Linked DNA regions of Ovis aries: region 1 is linked to region 2. A link is a contact called in public Hi-C data. All regions are on one chromosome and are shown on one strand. The core of a region is the stretch at or near the end of the contact, and the rest is flanking DNA. Distances in the headings are between cores, read along the strand shown.

Region 1 (3,774 bases), core at 607-3,106, 130 kb after region 2:
TGAAACTCTTAATACTTTGGCTACCTGATGCGAAGAACTGACTTATTAGAAAAGACCTTGATGCTGGGAAAGATTGAAGGCAGGAGGAGAATGGGTTGACAGAGGATGAGATGGTTGGATGGCATCACTGATTCAATGGACCTGAGTTTGAGCAAGCTCCGGGAGTTGGTGAGGGACAGGGAAGCCTGGCGTGCTGCAGTCCATGGGGTTGCAAAGAGTCAAACACGACTGAGCAACTGAACTGAACTGAACCCTTTCAATAAGGGTATGTGTAAGTGGTTTATAGCAGTGTTAACAAGTAGGAAAGTTGGACCTTACAATTCCACCCAAGGGAGGTAAGCTTGGGGGCTGACACTTCCTATTAAACTCCTTATCCCCAGTTGGCTGTTAAGACAGGTAGCCAACTCAGAGTCCCCACACGACATTTTTCTTCCTTAAGAAACACCCATTACCTCAGTGTCAACTGCAATCAAACAGGCACCTCTGAATTTATAAAAACAATAATACAGTAATAGCACAATAATATTGCTCATATTGGTTACCATTTATTTACCATAAATTTGGGCCAAACCCTGTTTTGGTGTTCTGCTTTATAAATGTGATCTCATTTAATCCTTAATATCATTCTTATTTCACTAATGAGAAAGTAAAAGACCAGAGAGGAAAGCAAATTGCTCAAAGCTGCTAAGGAATAGATACAGAAATCAAAGTCAGGTATGACTGATTCTGAAACCACTGGTTCTTCACCACCACCTCTCCACAGTGCTGTCAGAATGCGGGTTTCCTGTTGACAGTCCTTGATAGTTTCCTAATCATTTATAATTGGTACACCCAACCTATAGAGCCCATAATATGCACCTCTTGGTAAGAGTTTTCTTGGGTTTATAATACACAAGTCATGTAGATTTTTTGGATAGCAGTCTTCTCCCTTCTCCTTCAATAATAATAACATACCTTAAGGGCATTTACACTTTTGAATATCATAAAGATCTTTAAACATTCTGTACACCAGTTTAAGATGCCTTACATGAAAGAGAAAAGGGTTGATACCAGCAGAAGTGAGGCCCCCATTCCTGACCATATTTAAGCAGAGACACAATGACCACCTGGAGTGAGTCTGTAGATTCTTGAAAAACAACCCTAAATAGCAGACAACATACAGCCACCTTAAGATTTAATTTTGTGGTAGGGAATTAAGAAATTGTCTATGTGATGCTATTTTTCAAATATGCTGACATAGTAACAATTTATGGCAAATACTCTTAGAGCCGAGGGCTAAGGGTAAAAATGTTTTTTAAACCCCCTTCTCTAAAGGCTTACATAAACATTTGTTTTTCAAAGGATTAGCAAACATGTAATATGTTCCTTGGCAGCACAGCAAAAGTGTAAAATATAAATGTCATTTTTTCCCTTCAAGGTTATTTATATATCTTGATGGGTGTCTATTAAAAATAGCACACATTAAAATATAAGAGGAGTAAAACTGATTTTTGTAAATGTTGTCTTGACTGATGGATAACGCTTTTGGTAACCATGGCACAATATGGCTAAGGAGGCACCTCTGTTAAGGCTGCCTCACTTGTCTACCGAGAACTACTGTGTGTCCAGGTCAGCAATGGACTCCAATGGTGATGCACAGAAATGGAGGCCCCTGTCCCTGCCTTCAAGAAGTGTGCGGTCTAGTCGTAAGAACACACTGAAGTTTAAGGCTATGTTAATATATATTATTTATATTACATGTATGGGGCTTCCCAGGTGGTGCTAGTGATAAAGAACCCACCTGCCTGCCAGAGCAGAAGACATTAGAGATGTGGGTTCGATCCCGCAGTCGGGAAGATTTCCTGGAAGAAGGCATGGCAACCCACTCCAGTATTGTTGCCTGGAGAACCCCGTGGACAGAGGAGCCTGGTGGGCGACAGCCCGTGGGGTTGCAAAGAACTGGATACAACCGAAGCGAATCAGCACACACACACTCAAACCTATTATATATATACATACACACGTATATACCATTCAAGATAAATTTAAATAAATTATTTACTAATAACGAATAAATCATGAATAATACAATGTGATGAACTGTGTGGTCATGAGCACAAGAATAAAACACTCGAGAGAACAGAAGACTCCCTGTGGCCAGATCCATTTTTAATCTCCAGTTCATAGGAAAGGAAACTGAAGCGTGGAGACCCAGCAGGAAGAGGTGGCACAGAACCTCAGACCTTTTGCTTTCAACAGATCTTTTTGAAAGAGAAAGGGAAGGGGGAAAGCAAAGCTGACTGACTTGTGAAGCAGAGGTGTTAAGAAACCTGGGTACCAACCCCAAGGCTCCTCCAGAACTGCAGTGATGGGCCGCTGACGGCAGAAAGCCCCTTTCTGAGAGGCAGGAATAGGGCCCAGAGCAGGGGGGCCCAGGAGGCCCACCTATTATCCTCTTCCTCCAAGGACTGCATCCTCCCTTAAGGAAGGTAACTGTCCTGTGTACATTTCAAGGAGGAAAGGAAAAAAAAAAAAAAAACACAAAAAACGGTTTCCTTTGGAAACTAAACACTGGCTCTGCCAATCCAACTTCACTGAGGTCATTTGAGAACTGAGGAGTTCAAAGGTTCTCTACAGCTTCGATTTACTTTGGCATAAGATTTAACAGAAAAAGAACTAAAGGAGAATTTATATGGCCCAGGCTGTTTTCCAAATCGCAAACTGCTAAAGTTATTTAGAATTTACTTTAACTTGCAATCACATGTAAAGTGGCTCAGATGTAAATGCTTTCCGTGTGGCTTAAGGCAATCTAGGTTTCCTCAAACGCACATGTGTGATTCTAATAGCAAAGATCTGGATTCGAAATCTCAGAGTATTTACTTTGGGTTCCTCATGATTAGAGGCTGCTGTTAACTTTATGCAGTGTAGGGTGGGAGTAGAAGAAATAAAACACGCTGCCTTCATTTGGGCATTAAGTTCTCACAGTAGCGCTAAGATAAACAAATCTTGCAGGCTGAGGGAAGGGCATTTACTCCTTTAAATTGAGTATGTAATACAAATCAATGTCTTTTAAGAAGAGATGCCTGAAACTTGATTCTAAGTCTGGATCTACAGGAGGGCACTGATTTCTTGTGATGATCAGTATAGCATGTATGGGGGAAGGGCACACAGAACCTTCTGGAGGGTGGCGCTGCTCTTGCCAAGCAGGATAATTCACTAAGTCACAGAAAGATGCTGCTTGAAGGTGTCTGTGGCCAGGAACAAATTGATATTTGCATTTTTATATAGAACAAAATGGAGGAAATTACCAAATCCTTTATCTAGTAATCAATGGCTGCCTGTAGGTTGTTTCAATTCTCTCCAAGGCAGTGATTTTGTGATTGGCCTGGGTAAGACTGAAAACACCCTAGCTCCAAATTGGAAGTGACTGGAGAGCAACTTCAGGCTGGCTGGGACCAGAGCAATTAAATGGTAATTGCCTTTTAGATATACTAATGTTGCTAATTATATTAGTGTGCTAAGTGCTGGGAAATGCGGGTAAGAGCTCCAGGCCACTCTGGTGGGGAAAGGGAGCTCAGATTGATTAAGCCTGGCACTGAGCTGGACCCTCTGCATATGTTCCCTCCTCAAATCCTCTCAGTAACTGAAAAGGAATTGCTAGCTTCAATAGAGCTGAGGAACTTGCCTGCTTGGTTTCAGTCATCCCTGACTGAATCATGAGTCCCACCAGGGTTACGGGGCCCCACAGAACAGGGGTGGGCAGGGCCTTGAGTGGGAAGGGGGACAAATACTGGA
Region 2 (3,707 bases), core at 556-3,055:
ACACTTTCACTCACACAGAAGGCAAAAGTCCCCCGCCATGTCCTGGAGATCCAAAGTGTGGGGTCCTTTGTACACATACGTACAACCCAAGTCAACAGCCAACATGAAAGGAAGCTTTTAAAGGAAAGAGTCACTGAGGAACTTAACTGCAGGGCAGCAAAGGAGATGGAAACCTAAAGAACAGCGGAGGAAGGAGAGGGTGGAATGAGTTGAGAGAGTAACGCCGGAACATATATATTACCATATGCGGAATAGATAGCCCGTGGGAATTTTCTGTGCGATGCAGGGAGCTCAAATCTGGTGCTCTGTGACAACCTAGAGGGGTGGGATGGGGTGGGAGGTGGGAGGGAGGCTCAAGAGGGAGGGGACATATGTATGCCTATAGCTGATTCATGCCGATGCATGCCAGAAATCAACACAATATTGTAAAGTAATTATTCTACAATTAAAAATAAATACATTTAAAAAAAAAGAAAATAAGAAATGTAAATAAAAGGAAGAGTCTTTTGAAACATATGAAAGAACTCAGGGAAGGGGTGGGGTGGGCATCAGTGGGAAGAATCCACCTCTTTCTTTGTGCTAAAGGATTTTGGAAGGGAGCCACTGGTGCTCTGTTTGTTTGAGGCCCAGAGCTCATTTGGGAATAATGGGGCCAAACCCCAGGAATGAGTATCTCTGGTGAGGGAGGGTTTGAGGGTGGTGAGGGGCATGCAGCAAGCAAGGGCTCCCTCTCCAGCTGTAGAGGTCTGCACCTCTACACAGAAAAACATCACCCTGATGAGAGAGGGAGAACACATCCAGTGAGTCTAGGGACACAATCAGCAATCAGAAGGAGCCTTCGAATATAACTTGAAGTGTCCCTTGTCTAGTTTTCCAGCCCAGAGTATGGACTCTGGAGCCTGATGAATCTGAGTTTGAATCCCCATTTGGCCACTTACTATGTGATCTGAGCATGCCACTCAACCTTCAGTGCCTCAGTTTTCCCATCTGTGAAATGGCAATAACAAATATCACTCACTCCATAGAGTTGTTGAGAGGCTTAAAAATAATAAACAATGTCAAGTGCTTTGAATAGTGTCTGAGAAATGCTGAGGAACACATTCAGTGTTAATATTTTCATTATTTCTGATCCAGCTATGAAAAAACATTTTTAGGTCTTAAAAAAGGAAAATTTAATCAAAACAAAAGTGACTACAATCAAAGGGGTTCTAATGGGAGAATTCTTATACCCCTGCAACAAGGACCCTTCTTTAACTTTAGTAGAAGTGTTGGAAGAATGCCGTGGCTGAGATCAAGTTAGGAAGAGAAAGCCAAGTCAAGTCAAGGCCAGCTGGTATCCTCCAAAGCGACAGCAGGGGACGCTGCAGGAAAAAAATGCAGGCAGGGTTGCAGCCTTTTTGCCTCAGAGGAGAGCTTTATATGCCATGAGGTGAGCGCCTTGGCAACACTGGGTTCCAAGCATAGGAATTAATTTCTATCAGTTTTTTTTGTAGGGGTGACTAAAAATGACCCTCTCCATTGTCAGGTCTTGTAACTCCTTTTTCCACTTAGCTAGACTGACTTACTGACCAGCTGGTCCCCAGCTGGTCCCTGAAAGCATGAAACCCAATAAACCAGGAAGCAGACATTGTTCTCATTACACCATCTTTGGGGGCAATTCTGCTGCACAAATTCTCAGGGGTAACCTTAGGGGTCTTGAGACCTTTTGGAATATAAGATAAAACTCCTAAGGAGAGACCCAGACCCTCATCATTTACCCTCATCGACTCTGTGGCTTTTCTCACATTGCTATGTGGTAAAGGTAGGAGTCGGGGGCAGGGGGCAGGACCTTGTTGATCGCCAGAGTCAGACAGGACAGTCAGATACTTGGTCAAAGATATCAGGGTAATCAGTTCCAGGTTCACTTAGGCAATGATTGAAGAGTTAATAAATTTCCCAAACAGCTTCAGACTCAAGAGAAAGAGTCTGGAAATGCTAAGAATCAGACTCAAAGGGTAGCATGATAAAAGAAAAAGCTATTTCATGGTCTGCGTTAATGAGGCCACCATACGAAGTTTTCTCAGAAAAGGTTTTTCCAGAGGCTTTACAGTTTTTTAAAATTAATTAACATTTTACATTCAGCATCCCACGGATTTCACATCTGCCACTGATTTTCTCACTAATTGGAAAAGCTGTTGGTGGAGGAATTGTTAGATGTTTGTACCATCCAAATTAGGGCATAATTAGAAGGCGGGGTGTAAAGAGAGGCAAGGCTGATGAAGCCGTGTTTACAGTAACAGAGGAATCTTCCCTCTCATAGATGCCTGAGCTCATTTCCACTAGAATCCTATGTGAGCGTAGGTACACATCCTTCTTGACAGCTGGCTGGTTGCTGTTTGAAACCATACAGTCTTCAGAGAGATCTGCCCTCTGAAGTCTTTTAACCTCAAAATCCCACGGAGACTACAATAGCCATGTAATATCTGTTCCCAGGTGTAATCAGGTGAGACCGCAGACCACTCCCATTACTATCAAACAGTACTTTGGAATGCTTTTCGATATATAGCTTACAGAGTTTTTACACTCTGTGGACGCTCCAGCCTGGCAGGAGTCAAACAGTTCCAGGCTAATAACGCAGACAGCGAGGCAGGGGCCAAGCTGAAGGTCCTATGACCGCAGTGTAGTTCCTGACACGACTGCTCAGCCCTTTTGTATGATCTTACTTAGGATACTGAAGACAGCATGCTGCTTCAATTTAAAACAAAAAAGGAGTACGAGCTGTTTGGCTAACATATAGCAGTCGGTCCTAGAAGGTAACAAGAGAAACATAACGTATGGGTTGGCCGAAAAGGTTTGGGTTTTCCTGTAAGGTGGCATGGAAAAACCCAAGTGAACTTTTTGGCCAACCTGGCATTTCCCCAGTCCACAGAAAGCAACTGTCTAACCGAAGAGATAAAGTAGCTACTGCAAATCAATACAAGAGAGGATAGGATTGGCTGGTCAAAATGAGGCCACCGTGAAGTTTTCCGAAGCCAGAGCCCCTTTGTGCGACAGCAGTGACATTGATGAGCAGCCGGAGCCCTTGAAGGACGGTGGAACTCCCGCGGGGTCTCTGCTTTCCTGCGGTTCTGGTGCTTTTGTACAAGGAAACTGCCACTGCATAGACTGACACAGTCATGTCGTGGGGGTCCCTTCCCCCATGATACCAGCTGTTGTACAGCACTGCCATCTTGGGGAATCCCTGGCCACTGTCAGTCAGACCGTCCCAAAGCCAGCTGCAACTTCCACGGTGACTTCCTCTAAAGCCTGCGGACCTTCCCTCTATCTTCTTGGCTTTGACCACACCCATACGCTCATTCTTTGATTCAGCGCTGATTGGGAGAGTCTCTGCAATGACCTCCGCCTGCTTACCATGTTGAGTGGTTTGTGCAGACTTCCATAGGCCTGGTTATTCCTTAGGTCTGGGTGGTGTATCCAAAGTCCCCAGGACCAGAGAGGTAACACGGGGGGTTGTAGAGGCGCTGGAAAACCACAGGGCACAGGCTCCTTCTATAGAAAGCAGCCACCACGCAGTTCCGGCCATGTGGAAGCATGGATGGGGCATTGCCAGATCTTTCCAGTTTCGCAAGAGAAACTGGAACAGTGGATGTATACAGGAAATTTGCCAATTTTGGAAATGTTCAAAACAAATTCAAAACTTTCAAAAACCGCAAGTCAAACAAAAGAAC

Evidence for each region. A called contact is a pair of places that touch in the nucleus more often than the background predicts.
Region 1: a contact with region 2 is called in a Hi-C map of liver, with 3 times the contacts expected there. The contact joins the promoter of LOC114114858 here to the enhancer-like site in region 2. A contact is called at or near these places in 2 of 16 Hi-C or Micro-C datasets (liver and tail adipose tissue).

Annotation. Positions count from the first base shown.
Region 1 is chr5:29,176,540-29,180,313 of ARS-UI_Ramb_v3.0, forward strand. LOC114114858 reads right to left here and starts at 1,857. Exons shown (of 1, transcript XM_060415690.1): 1 at 1-1,857. The region is part of intron 1 of SNCAIP (synuclein alpha interacting protein); the gene reads right to left.
Region 2 is chr5:29,051,491-29,055,197 of ARS-UI_Ramb_v3.0, forward strand. No RefSeq gene overlaps it. Among named protein-coding and RNA genes, the nearest start is that of SNCAIP, 190 kb to the right of the region's middle. Within about 2 kb of position 1,806, at least 1 of the 54 cell types and tissues checked has an H3K27ac peak or open chromatin away from gene starts, as enhancers often do. A contact at or near this core is called in liver, where this site is marked.